Linked DNA regions of Mus musculus: region 1 is linked to region 2. Evidence: chromatin contacts called from public HiChIP or PLAC-seq data. All regions are on one chromosome and are shown on one strand. The core of a region is the stretch at or near the end of the contact, and the rest is flanking DNA. Distances in the headings are between cores, read along the strand shown. Region 1 overlaps Abat (4-aminobutyrate aminotransferase). Region 2 holds the start of Abat (4-aminobutyrate aminotransferase).

The links. HiChIP or PLAC-seq counts read pairs in DNA pulled down with a chosen protein or histone mark.
Region 1: a contact with region 2 is called in an H3K27ac HiChIP or PLAC-seq map of embryonic stem cells, with 2.1 times the contacts expected there. The contact joins the enhancer-like site here to the promoter of Abat in region 2. A contact is called at or near these places in 3 of 39 promoter capture datasets (liver and stem cell-derived epiblast-like cells), 15 of 484 Hi-C or Micro-C datasets (CD4 T cells, the G1E-ER4 cell line, Sertoli cells and 5 more), 15 of 115 datasets of contacts at active chromatin or transcription factors (CD8 T cells, cardiomyocytes, embryonic basal ganglia and 9 more) and 4 of 9 other capture datasets (adipose tissue, embryonic stem cells, liver and 1 more).

What each region holds. Positions count from the first base shown.
Region 1 is chr16:8,557,829-8,564,338 of GRCm38.p6, forward strand. All of the region lies in intron 1 of Abat (4-aminobutyrate aminotransferase), which reads left to right. Among named protein-coding and RNA genes, the nearest start is that of Abat, 48 kb to the left of the region's middle. Within about 2 kb of position 5,178, at least 12 of the 459 cell types and tissues checked have an H3K27ac peak or open chromatin away from gene starts, as enhancers often do. A contact at or near this core is called in embryonic stem cells, hepatocytes and stem cell-derived epiblast-like cells, where this site is marked.
Region 2 is chr16:8,509,824-8,515,764 of GRCm38.p6, forward strand. Abat (4-aminobutyrate aminotransferase) reads left to right here and starts at 3,606. Exons shown (of 16, transcript NM_172961.3): 1 at 3,606-3,751.

The DNA of each region.
Region 1 (6,510 bases), core at 3,928-6,427, 50 kb after region 2:
GCCAAGTGTCTTGACCTACGCTGTAAGGCTGAACAATAATATCTGGCTCTTTGCCAAAATAAGTTAGTGCCTGCTTCTTTCCAAGGATAATCATCTGAGCTACTGCTTCATAATATGGCAAGATATTACGTTTAGGAGAAATCCTCGAATGTATCCACATTAGAAGAGACTTTTGCCATAACAATCCTGTAGGCACATGAATTGTATTAAAAATCAACAGATGTAAAGGCAAAGAGTAATCTATATAAGTGACAAATTGCTCTTCAATAGCTTTTTCCACTAGTTGTAAAGCCAGCAATCCTTCTGAGGCTAAAGATCTAGGGGAGGTAGGATCAGAACTCCCTTTAAGAATATCAACTAAAGGTTTCAACCCCCCTGTAGTAAACTTTAAATAGGGGTGAAGCCAATTAATATCACCTAACAATTTTTGAAAATCATTCAAAGTCCTTAAGTTGTCTCTGCAAATAACTATCTTCTGGGGAAAAACAGCTTGATTAGTAAGTCTAAAACTCTAATAATTATAAGGATCCTGAGTTTGTATCCTTTCAGGAGCTATCTGTAATCCTTATCAGCTAAAGCTTTATGTAAACCTCTGTCTTAGTTAGGGTTTTACTGCTGTGAACAGACACCATGACCAAGGCAAGTCTTATAAAAAAAACAACATTTAACCAGAGAACAAAGTCTCTGTTGGGCTTTTTTTTTTGTTTTGTTTTGTTTTGTTTTTGTTTTTCGAGACAGGGTTTTCTGTGTAGCCCTGGCTGTACTTGAAACTCACTCTGTAGACCAGGCTAGCCTCGAACTCAGAAATCCGCCTGCCTCTGCCTCCCAAGTGCTGGGATTAAAGGCGTGCGCCACCATGCCCGGCTCTGTTGAGCTTTTTTGAAACTTCCTTTGTCAATGCGATTAATCTGAGTCTCTTCACCTTAGCCTCAGGCAGACATTTCGGACAAGGGCAAAAAGTAGCCATGTTCTTCACCAAAATACCACAAAAACAGTCTTTATGCCACAATCTGAAATTCTTCTCCTTTGAAATCTCTTGGGCCAGATCAACACAGACCAAATTACTCCCAGCAACAAAGTATTCCATATTCCTACTAGGATAACCAATTAGGCCCCATTTAAAGCATTCCACTGCTTTCCAAATCCAAAGTCCCAAAATCCACATTCTTTCAAATAAAAGCATGGTCAGGTCTATCACAGCAATACCCCACTCCTGGTACCAATTTGTTTTAGTCAGGGTTTCTATTCCTGCACAAACATCATGAAGAAGCACTTGGGGAGGAAAGGGTTTATTCAGCTTATAATTCCATACTGCTGTTTATCACCAAGGAAGTCAGGACTGGAACTCAAACAGGTCAGGAAGCAGGAGCTGATGCAGAGGCCATGGAGGGATGTTATTTACTGGCTTGCTTCCCCTGGCTTGCTCAGCCTGCTCTTTTATAGAACCAAGACTACCAGCCCAGAGATGGCATCACTCACAAGGGGACCTCCCATCTTGATCACTAATTGAGAAAATGCCTTACAGTTGTATCTCATGGAGGCATTTCCTCAACTGAAGCTCCTTTCTCTGTGATAACTCCAGCTGTGTCAAGTTGACACAAAACTAGTCAGTACAACCTCTATAACACAAAAGCAAATCCTGGAGGTCTTTTCCAGGCAACCCAGAACAAATTCTTAACTGTCCAAAAACAGTCTTCTTAAAGGAACAGTATTTTTTCTTATGAGTTGCATAAGCAATTACAAGCTTGAGAATTAATAGCATCTGAGGGATGAACAATTTTAAACAATTGTAAGCTCTGAGATATATATTAATAAAGATACAAATTAAAGCTTGATTATTCAACATTTTAAAACACCATCTACAGCACACAATTTAATTATCTGTGTTGAAGCAGGAGAAAACTCAAAAGAATAAGCGTGTGGTCCAATTCACATATACTTTTCTCCCATAGAAGGGCTGTTTTTAAACACAGTAATTGGGATGCATGCATGCATGAATTTATAGAAGATACAAAAGCATGCATAAAAACAATTTTTTAACTTATCTTTGGGATAATGATTGTCAATTTTATTTAAAATGATGGTATGCAATAGATCAAATATTGATATTCTGTAATAATCAAATTAATTGCTTATTTGAATAAGGAAAAGACACTTAGTCGGGTTCTTAAGACACAATTTTTGTTATAGGTTTTCTAAAATATACGAATATATCTTACAATTCTTTATTAGCACCACAGCAGCCTTAATAGGATATTAAAACTGTGCTTTGAGGTGAACGCCATCTCTGCCTCGCTTGCCTCCAGCCCTTCTCCCAGGCTGAAGAGGCTGAGGCGGCCCAATCTGTTGTAGGCCAGGAAGCCCGAGTGAGGGTGGCAGAGCACCCCGAGTCCTAGCGGGGAAAAATACAGCTATCCCGGTGGGGACAGGTGGAGGCTCATGGGGGCAATGGCGAGTGTGGCCCTCCCCTGAGTTCACTACAAGGGTGCCCGCTTTCTGGCGGCCTCCCATGCCACCACCGCTCAGGGAAGGCTGCGTACCCCATGGCCCCGCCCCGCAGCAGCCAGCAGCCGACCAGCTCCACATGGGCCAACGGTCAGCCGGGAGGAGAAGAAAAATGACTTTACAATAATGTTTTCTCTTGCCAAAGAATTGCTGTGGGCACAGCTAATATTTAGTTACCATTGATTATAAATGATAACAATTATAAAAGCTTTCTTCATTTTCTGCAAAGCCTTTTGTTCTTTGCCAGTTAATTTGCATCTCACTTAATAGCACCTTAACAAGAGCTTAAGTTCTCCTGTGGTGAGTTTAAGGTGAGGTCTTAGCCAATTAACATCTCCTGGAAGCTTTTGAAAATAAAATTTTGAAGCAAACCAATTTTTCATTCTAGATTTTCTATACCACAATATTATAGTATAACTAAAACCCTAAGTATTCAAAAGATATTGCCTCTGAATCTTTTCTGGAGCAACAGCTACTCCCCAGAACTTAAAAGCTCCTTGTATGAGAGCAAGGATTTAAAGTAAACTTCCCTTGAGAGGCATTAGCTAATAAAATACTTTCCACTTACGAAACAATATACACTGAAAGATTCAAACTCTTAGATTCTTGTATTGAAGCAGAGACACTAAGAATTTCTCTTACATGAGGTAAGGCTATATAAGCCATACCTAGAGGCAAAATTTTCCAGTGATTACAAGCTCACTAGAAGCAAGCTCTTTACAATTTTCCAGATGCAAAGGAAAAAACAAACTCTTAAATCTATAATAACTTTACTTGAAGTAGACAAGTCAAATCGCAATGTCCTGATAAATTCTACAGCCTGATTGACCTTTTATAACTTAGAATTTAAACTTTATTTAGAACAACATCTGGGTAGATCTGCAAAGGTGCTCTTTTAGCCAAAAGGAATTTTCCCTGAAGGCAAGGAGAGGCAAGTTTTGAGAGCTTCCTTAGGCACCGTTTGCAAGACAAAAGAAAGTCACACAAGCCGCACAGAGGCTTTTCTGAGCTTAGTTCCTCTTGCCATGAGGACAGATTTCAGAATTTTTAAGTTTCTTTTGCAATATTAGACTATAACTACAACCTTGGGAAAGCAAAACCCAATTTCAAAACAATTTATCACCTTGGAATCAACATAAAACTTCACTATCACGTTGTGAAAATTTGGCTGCCAATTTATACCTATGACTGCATGACAGTGCAAGTTTCAATGCTTCATTAAAGAGGCATTGCTTTAAATCTCATCTTTAATTCTACTTTCTAGGATAAGAATCACATTAAATATTATCTCAACTAGAAGTATCCTTAGGAGGCCTAGCTTTTTGGCCTGCATTATGCCACGTGTTTGAAAGACTCCAAACCTGAGTTACCAATTTAAAGCTAACTTTCTAGTAACCGGTGTTACACCTTTTTGATCATACCCAATAACTTATAAGCTAATACTCTTGTGATGAAGACATGCAGAGCATATTACACCTCTAAGACCAGTAAAAAACCAAATGAAGCAGCTACACGAGTCTAATAAATTTAGGCCAATCAAAGAATTTCAAATTTTCTAGCTATAATTATAAGACAAAAAGCACCTTGTCATTAGCTAAACGCAATAATCACAATTGCAGAGAATTTTCTTTGGAAGGAACAACTACCAGCCTATTTGCCTTGAACTAAGAGGTTGCAAACTCCTTTTCTCAAAAAACTTTTTCCAGCAGGAGCCCTCCTGCTGTGCTAGATTCTCAGCCAAAGCATGTGCCACTTTCTTGCTGAACCAGCAGATAAAGTTTTAGCCATCTTTATTTTCCAACATGAAACACAGAACATTCAGTCATTCAGACGATGAGACAAAACACACATGGACTGACACGAGGTGCACCAGACATTAGACAACACAAAGAGGGCGGAGAACTTCTGCTGTAGGGGCTAGAGAGAAAAAGGCAGGGCGTCCCCCGAAATTTCTCTCTGCCTCTGGGAGAGTTTCAAAATCCATTTTCCTCTATATTATTTTATTATTACAAACCCTGTTCCTGCCCCCTGATACAGCTCCTGTCTGCGGACATCTGCCTGATTATTTAATTTAAACCCTTTTTCCTCTCGCCTAAAGCAGTTTTTTGAAAACTACGGACAACCGCCTGATCAGTTCCTAGTTCCGATAATTCACTGCTGACCTAAATGAATCCAGCGTTCGGTTAGCACTGATTCCAACCTTAGCCTGTACTTTCCGCACCTCCAGCAACACTTTACCTGTTGCTTCACTGTGCTCCAATACGATTCTATTCTTTTTTTCCCGGTGGAGCTCCATACCAAGCAGCGTTCCTCCAGCATTTTTCTGTCATTCCTTAGGTCCCACGTTCGGACGCCAAACTGTTGGAAGCCGACCAGTGGCTCACATGAAACGGGGTACACCTGGGAGGCAAGCCGGGGCTGAAAAGAGAGGGGAAACTAGGTGGTCGAGAGAAAAATGGAGCCAAGACAAGGTTCCTGATCAAGGCTCAAATGTTTAATGGCAAATCCACTTATACAGGGGTGGGGGTGGGGGTGGGGCATTCCCGCCAATTCATCCTTGGAGCTTGGAACCAGCTGCAGGTGATGATGTGCAGGATAGGGTGTAGTCTCCAGAATAGCTCAGTGGCCTCCCAGCAGGTAGCAGTAACTTGGAGGGGAACAGCAGCAGTGGCTGAACAACAGAGTGATCGAGGGAGGAAGGCTTCACCCTAGGTAATCTCCTGAGTGGCAGCAAGGTCAAGGTCTGGCTCAGCCTGCTTCAGGCTGGGGGAGGTTACAGTTATGCATCTCTGTATCGTAGCTGAAACCCAGTATTGTAATGTCTCCAGCCACTTCCTATGTGCTCAGGATTGTGTTGCTATCTGGGGTCTCTTGTGCTTTGCTGTACATTCTAGGATTGTTTGGTTTTAGTTCTGTGGGAATATCATGGGAATAGATTAGGGGATTGTGTTGACTCGGTAGGTCCTTTTTGTTAATATAACCATTTTCACTGTATCGAAAGCAGTCCCTTTCATGGTAGCTACAAAAACAAAATAAAATGCCTATGAATAAGTTTGCTCAAAGTTAGATGATCTCTGATGCACACTAAAAAGCACTGATGAGAGAAATGGAAGAGGGCACACACGTGGGAAGAGTCCATGTTTGTGAATTAGAGAAAAACAATCTTGTTAAAATGACTGCAGTACCCGAAGCGGTGTATAGACCAAATGCGATCCCTAACAAGATTCAAACAGTGTTTCTACAGAAATAGAAGCAAACACAAACCTGAAACTTATATGCACACACCGCACAAAGAGACAGAGAGGCACACACAGACACAGACAGACAGACAGACTGGGGGTGAGGGGGAGAACACTTAGATAAAGAGCAAAGTAGGAGTTTTTATACTATCTGACTTCCAAATACACTGTGGGTGTGACTCAGTGGTAGGCCCTGTGCTTAGTATTCACAAAGCTTTGAGTTCAGGGGCTGGAGTCATGACTTAGTGATTAAGAGCACACCCTGCTCTTGCAGAGAATCCAAGTTTGGTTCCTAGCATCAGTGTCAGGCAGCTCACAACTGTCTGTAACCGTAGCTCCAGGGGGATCCAACTCCTCTGGCTCCTGGAGGCCTTGCATTAATGTGGCCATACCTACATACAGATGCACATAGATGCACATAATTTAATAATGAGAGAACTAATAGATCTTTATTTAAAGCCCTAAGTTCAAAACCCCGAATACACACACACACAGAGGAGTATGAGTCTGCTTCCTTATTGTTCTTTTATGGAAGGCAAGACATTAGTACTTGAGATATTTTCTTTACTACAACCTTGGGTCTCCCCTTCATTGTACCTAGACAACTAAATTTTTAAAGGGTTAATGAGAACAATAAAGGGGAAAGGTGGGAAATCACACATTACTTTGAGACATGATATCACCATGCAACTCTGGTTGGCCTAAAACCAACTATGTACACAAAGCTGACCTTGGACCCACAGAGATCTGCCTGCTGCTGCCTCCC
Region 2 (5,941 bases), core at 2,356-4,855:
GCTGACAGTTTTCTTCACAGGTGGCAGAGTGAAGCTATTTGAGAATCAGCTTGCAAAGCACCTGGCCCTAAACACCTCCTTCCTACTCCTGCTTAGCCAGAGAGAAAGCAGCAGCTTCCCTCTCAAGGGAGCCCTGAGGTAGGGCCCTACAGTGCTGTCCAGACCTGGTTGAGTGAAGAAGGCAGAAGAGATAATTAAAGGCCTTAGCTCGGGATGAAGCAAACTTTTCCAACCAAGAGCACATTGCAGCCGCTCAGCTCTGTCATAGCAGTGCCATCGGCCACACAGAAATGAATCTGGGTGGCCTTCTCCCAGGAAAGCCTTAGTCATGCTCGCTGACGATTCCATTCCTGAATGATCTCACAGGGCTTTCTTCAGATTTTTCTCCAGCCATTTAAAATAGAAAGCCTAGATTTAGTTCAATTTCATTCAAAATAAATAAATAAATAAGATGAGTCCTGGGCCTTTAATCCCAGCACTAAGCAATTTGAGTCAAGAGGAATCAGGAGTTCAGGACCAACTTGGGCAACATAAAAGAACCTGTCGAAAATATCTATCTCAGTCAAAAATAGTGGTACATGCCTTTAATCCCAGCACTCAGGAGGCAGAGTCAAGTGGATCTCTGTGAATTCGAGGCCAGCCTGGTCTACAAAGTGAGTCCAGGATAGCCAGGACTGTAATACAAAGAAATCCTGTCTCAAAACACACACACACACACACACACACACACACACACACACAGAGAGAGAGTATCTCTTGATGCATTTGGCCCATGAGCTAGATTGCCAAGCTACACTTAGATATTTGCTTTGATGTTGTTGTTGTTTTTTTTAATTTTAACTATTTTTTCTTAGCAGAGGAAGGTATGTATGTATGTGTGTATGCATGTGCATATTGTGTGTGTGTGTGTGTGTGTATGTGACTTTATAGCACATGCTCACAATCTCAGCACTCAAGAAGTTGAATCAGCAAAAATTAACCAGATATGGGGGCACATGCCTTTAAACCTAGGATTTCGGAGGCAGATGCAAGCGGATCTTTGAGTTCAAGACCAACTTGGTCTACAGAGTGAATTCTAGGACAGCCAGAGCTAAATAGAGAGACCCTGCCTCAAAATAACAACAAAAAGATTGCCAGAAGTTTAAGGCCAGGTTGGGTTATATGGCTAACAATAATAAATAGCAACCTTAAAAACAAAATAAAATTAGAATAATTCATAGTTTTAATATGCAGAGGTATCTATTTCTACCAATGAGATTATTTACCTATCCTTCCTCTCTAGCTAGCTTCTTGTATCATTTCTGTCTAATATGACAGCTACTCATTTTGTTTGTTTGTCTGGTTTTAGTGAGCAACAGGGGTGATGCTTGAGACGGAGTCTCAATCCCACATTGTAGCCATGCTGACCTAGAATTTGATAAATAGCTCAGGCTAGCCTCAGACTCTTGGCAATCCTCCTACCTCAGGCTCCTGAGAGCTGTGATTGTGTCAAGGATGACCTTGAACTCCTGATCTTTCTGCTTCTACTTCATGAATATTGAGATTATAGGTATGCACTATAAGATTGTATCTATCTACCTATCTACCTATCTATCTATTGATCAATCGATCTATCGACAAGGTCCTGTTACCTGGAACTCACTATGCAGAACATTCTGTCTCCAACTCTGCCTCTACCTCTCCAGTGCTGGGATTAAAAGTGTGTGCCACCACACCTGTAAGTTTTTTAAGGTGGAAATATCCAATTTCTCTCAAGAATGGCTGAGATGAGACTGAGGCAGCAGTACACAAAACTGCACAGTTCCTGGAAAGCCCACAGAAAGCGATAAGGCCAGAGCCATCTTGGGGGTCTGAAAAACAGGCGTTCCCATCCTTTTGCTTTAACTTGCTTTTCTTTACAAAGTATTCATTGTCCATTTGCTCTCTTTGGGCAAGCAATAAATGGATTATCAGCAGGCTTAGGTTTTAAGAAGAAAGTGCTAGATTTACAACACAGCCTCCAGAAAATTCCTTGGGTCAGGTGATAGGGATAACTTGGATAGCAACTGGCAGGACCTTCTGGGTTCCCAAGGGACCGAGGATCTAGGCTCTCACCTGCTCCTTAGTCTAGTCATTGTCTCTTTGGGGTTCAGTTAGGGATCGCAGTGGATTGCTTACTTGGAGTTGTTTCATTTGTTTGCTTATTTCTGGCCTATCTTGATCCCTTTATTTCTAGGTTTACAATCCATAATAACTATATATGAGGCTGCTTGGATTCCTGGACTCAACAGGGACCTCCAGGCTCTGTAAAAGTTGGCCAGATCATGACACAGTTGCCTGGGAAAATCCTAGAGGTGGTTAAATGTTTGCAACTTTGATTTTATCAATGAGTGATAACACCTTGTGTCCAAATAACGTTGGAAAGTTATAAGACCATTAAATATAAGCAAGCAAGTGAGCAACACACACTGCATCCCATCAAACTAAAATAAATCCTCCCTCCCTTTAAAAATAAACAAATAAATAAAAATAAAAAATGAAAAAGGAGCCAGGCATGGTGGTGCCTTTAACCTCAGCACTCTGGAGGCAGAGGCAGCCAGATCTCTGTGACCTGGAGGCTGGGGTGGTCTATATTGCAGGTTTCAGGATAGACAGGGCTATGAAGAGAGACCCTGTCTAACAAATAAACAAATAAATAAGTGAAATAAGAAAGACAAAAGGAGAAAGGGGGAGGAGATGGCTGAGCAACTAGGGCCACACACTGCTCTTGCAGGGGCCCTGAGTTCTATTCCCAACACCGCATTCTGCCAGCTCACAACCACCTGTATCCACAGCTCCAGGCAGTCCCAGGATTCCAATAGCCTCCTCCAGCATCCATACACATATACATAGACAGATAGACACGTGATTGAAATAAATTTTATTTTTAATGAAAGAAAAGGTGTGGGACTTGGTCACTCACATATTCGTTTTAACTGGTTTCCAGTGCATCTTCAATTTTCTGAACACATCTCTATTACATCTAAGATCTTGTTTCTACTCATAAAAGAGATAGAACCAATTCTGCCTTCCTTTACCATTAAGGAAATGGAGGAAGGGTTGGGAAAGAGACCTGTCCTGAGTCCTGACCTGACTCTCAGTTTAGCACTCTTATTGACCTGCTGTGCACCACTGATGCACCAGAAGGTGGCATGGAGGGCCAGTGCCGACAGGTGCTTTAGTTCTGTTTCAGGGCCCCGGATTCTCAGGTTCCAGAGACCAGATCCGAAGCACAGAGGTCGGGGTTGGGGTTCAGCTCCATTCATCAGCAATTCCCAGGATCTTAAAACAGTGATGTGGGGTGGGAGTACATTGAAGATTCGCCTTAGCCTGCAAAGTCCCTCCCTCCTGTAAGGAGAGGACTCCTAGCCCCCATCAGATTTGCTAGGGATCCTTCGGCTGCCTCTCCCCAAGTCCCTTGCTCCGGCCCTCGCGGCCCTCCTCGGAGACCCCCGGGCGCATCCTATCCACGGAGGTCGGACTCTGCCCCCGCCCCGCCTTCCCCCTCCCCCCGGGGGCGGTGGCCCATGGCGGGTGCTCTCATTGGCTGAGGCGCAAGCAAGGGCTAGAGGCAGTGGTGCTGATTGGCCAGGGTGGCTCGGCGAAGCTTGGGAGCCTGGTGAGTCGCTGGGGGAAGCGGAGCAGACGCCAGGCGCAGCCAGGAGCATCGGAAGGTGATCGCGCAAGTCCGGCCCGCGGATCGCAGCCTGTAGATCGCAGCCCGGGCCTGGAGGTAAGTGCGACGCGTCTGTACGCGCGTGGCTCGCCCTTCTGAAGGAAGCCAGAGAAGGACATCTTCCTCTAGAATCCGGGCCCTCCATCCAACCAGTACGCGGGATCCTGCTCCGAAAGGAAAGGGTCTCCCACCTCCCAGGCCCCAGAAAGCAAAACAGCTTCGTGTAACCTTCAGAAATGGGGCCGTCCGTCCTGCCCACTGGCTGGAGGGGGAAATCCCTCCCTCGTTTAGTCCTTGGAATAGAGTCCCCCCCCCCCCCCCAAGTGGAGTCCTGCCTCCGCTAATATCTAGACCCTTTCTCATCTCCTCCCTTTCCTAAAAATCTAAGTTAGGTTCTCTTGCTTCTCTCTCTCTCTCTCTCTCTCTCTCTCTCTGTCTCCTTGGAATGTTGAGGACACAGCTCGACAGAAGGGTCCTATCCCTCCCCAACTGTGAAAGTCCTGGAGAGTAAGACCCTCCTTTCAACAAGGACATCCCAGGCCAAATCACCTGCATGCCCATTCCAGAAACTAGGTGCTGGATTCTGGGGACAAATGACTTCTCTTCTATTCCTATGAAGTCTCTTCCCACCTATAGGAGAAGCCATAACCCCCTAAACAAGGCTTTTAGGGGCCTCCACTTCCCAGGCCTAGAGCCTCCAAACTCTAAGAGCACAGATGGCCTTGGCACTGCAGGACCAGCAGGCACCCCCTTCCACCCCCACCTCCAACACAAATGTAAAAGTCTGTTATTCAGTGTTACCCTACAGACGCAGGTCTCTCTCCGCCTGGACAAAGGGCTATCAACATAGAGAAGAGCTGTTGGCCCACTTCCAAGGGTCCCCTGTTCGTTTCTTGGGGCTGCCCCCATCAAGTCCCGTGGATATTGCCTGATGGAATTCCCTGGGCATTAGGCCAAGAGAAGGCTGCTGCTGGGCTTGTCCACTGGTCTAGGGACACTGTTGGCTTAGCTGTGTGCCTCCCTCACACTAGCCTGAGAAGGTCTGGTGGGGGCAGGTCAGGAGACAGGAAAAAATTGAATCTTGGCCTGTTCTCTGGATCTGGGATGTGGGTTGGGGAGAGAGATGTTTCCTGGAGGCCAAAGGACAGCTCTGGGAGGGACAATTAACCCTGCCTGCAATCCTACGATGTAAAAGAGCATCTACATTAAGACTGACCGTTCATTTGGTACCTGAACCAACTGAGGCACTGGCTCAGAGAGAAAGGAATGGCTCAAGGTCACCCAGCCAGTCACTGACAAAACCAGCGTAGCTCCTATAGGGTCACTGGGGCTCCCCAACACTAGCTCCAGTCTTCACATGTACAGTGGGCACATCTGGGCACCATGTCCACTCATCACAGGACGCAGCCACACTGAGAAAGGCAACGCAGAAGGAGCAGAATTTGTAGAAGGTCTGTGAACACTCCACAGACTCTGGTGGGATCCATTCCTGGGGGCTTAAGGGTTTCTGTTTTGCACCTTCTGCAGTGAAAAGCTTGCCAAAATCCAGATCAACCCAGTAGAATGGATGTTATCAGTTACAATAAGCTAGAGCCAAGGCTACTGTGAGGACCGCGGCTGCGTGACTGGGTTTGCTCCAGGAAGAGGTGCTGAGGAAGGTGCACCCCTTTCCTTCCTGCTGCCTCTGCTCATTCTCCCTGGCTCCCATTCTCTACAGCAATGGCTTGTCCCTGCTCTGCTCATTCTCCCTGGCTCCCATTCTCTACAGCAATGGCTTGACCCTGCTTAGATCCAGCGCCCTTTCCTGGCACACGGGTGATTTTCTGGGACCATTTAGTGATCACCAAGCAGTAGTGACCAGACCCTCACAGATGGGAGAGCTGGGGTACCAACTCTCCCTGCCCCTTCCTCTGTTCAGCTATCAGCTGGCGTGTAGCTGTCATACAAGAGCTGAGTTCAAGGTGAAAACGTAGGGTAGTGGTTTCCATCTGCTTCTTGGTGTGTGATCTTGGGAAGATTTCCTTTTCTCTTTCCTTTTCCTTTCCTTCCTGTTCTTTTCTTTTCTTTTTAAAGGCAGTCTCATATAGGACAGGCTAGCCTCCATCTCCCTGCATAATGGAAGATGACCTTGAACTTCTGATCCTTCTGCTTTCACCCCCTGAATGCTGGGACTGTGTGAGTTTACCACATCATCACAGCCAGCTTCCATGCAGGGCTGAGGCCAGGGCAAAGGGCTTGCTCCATGCT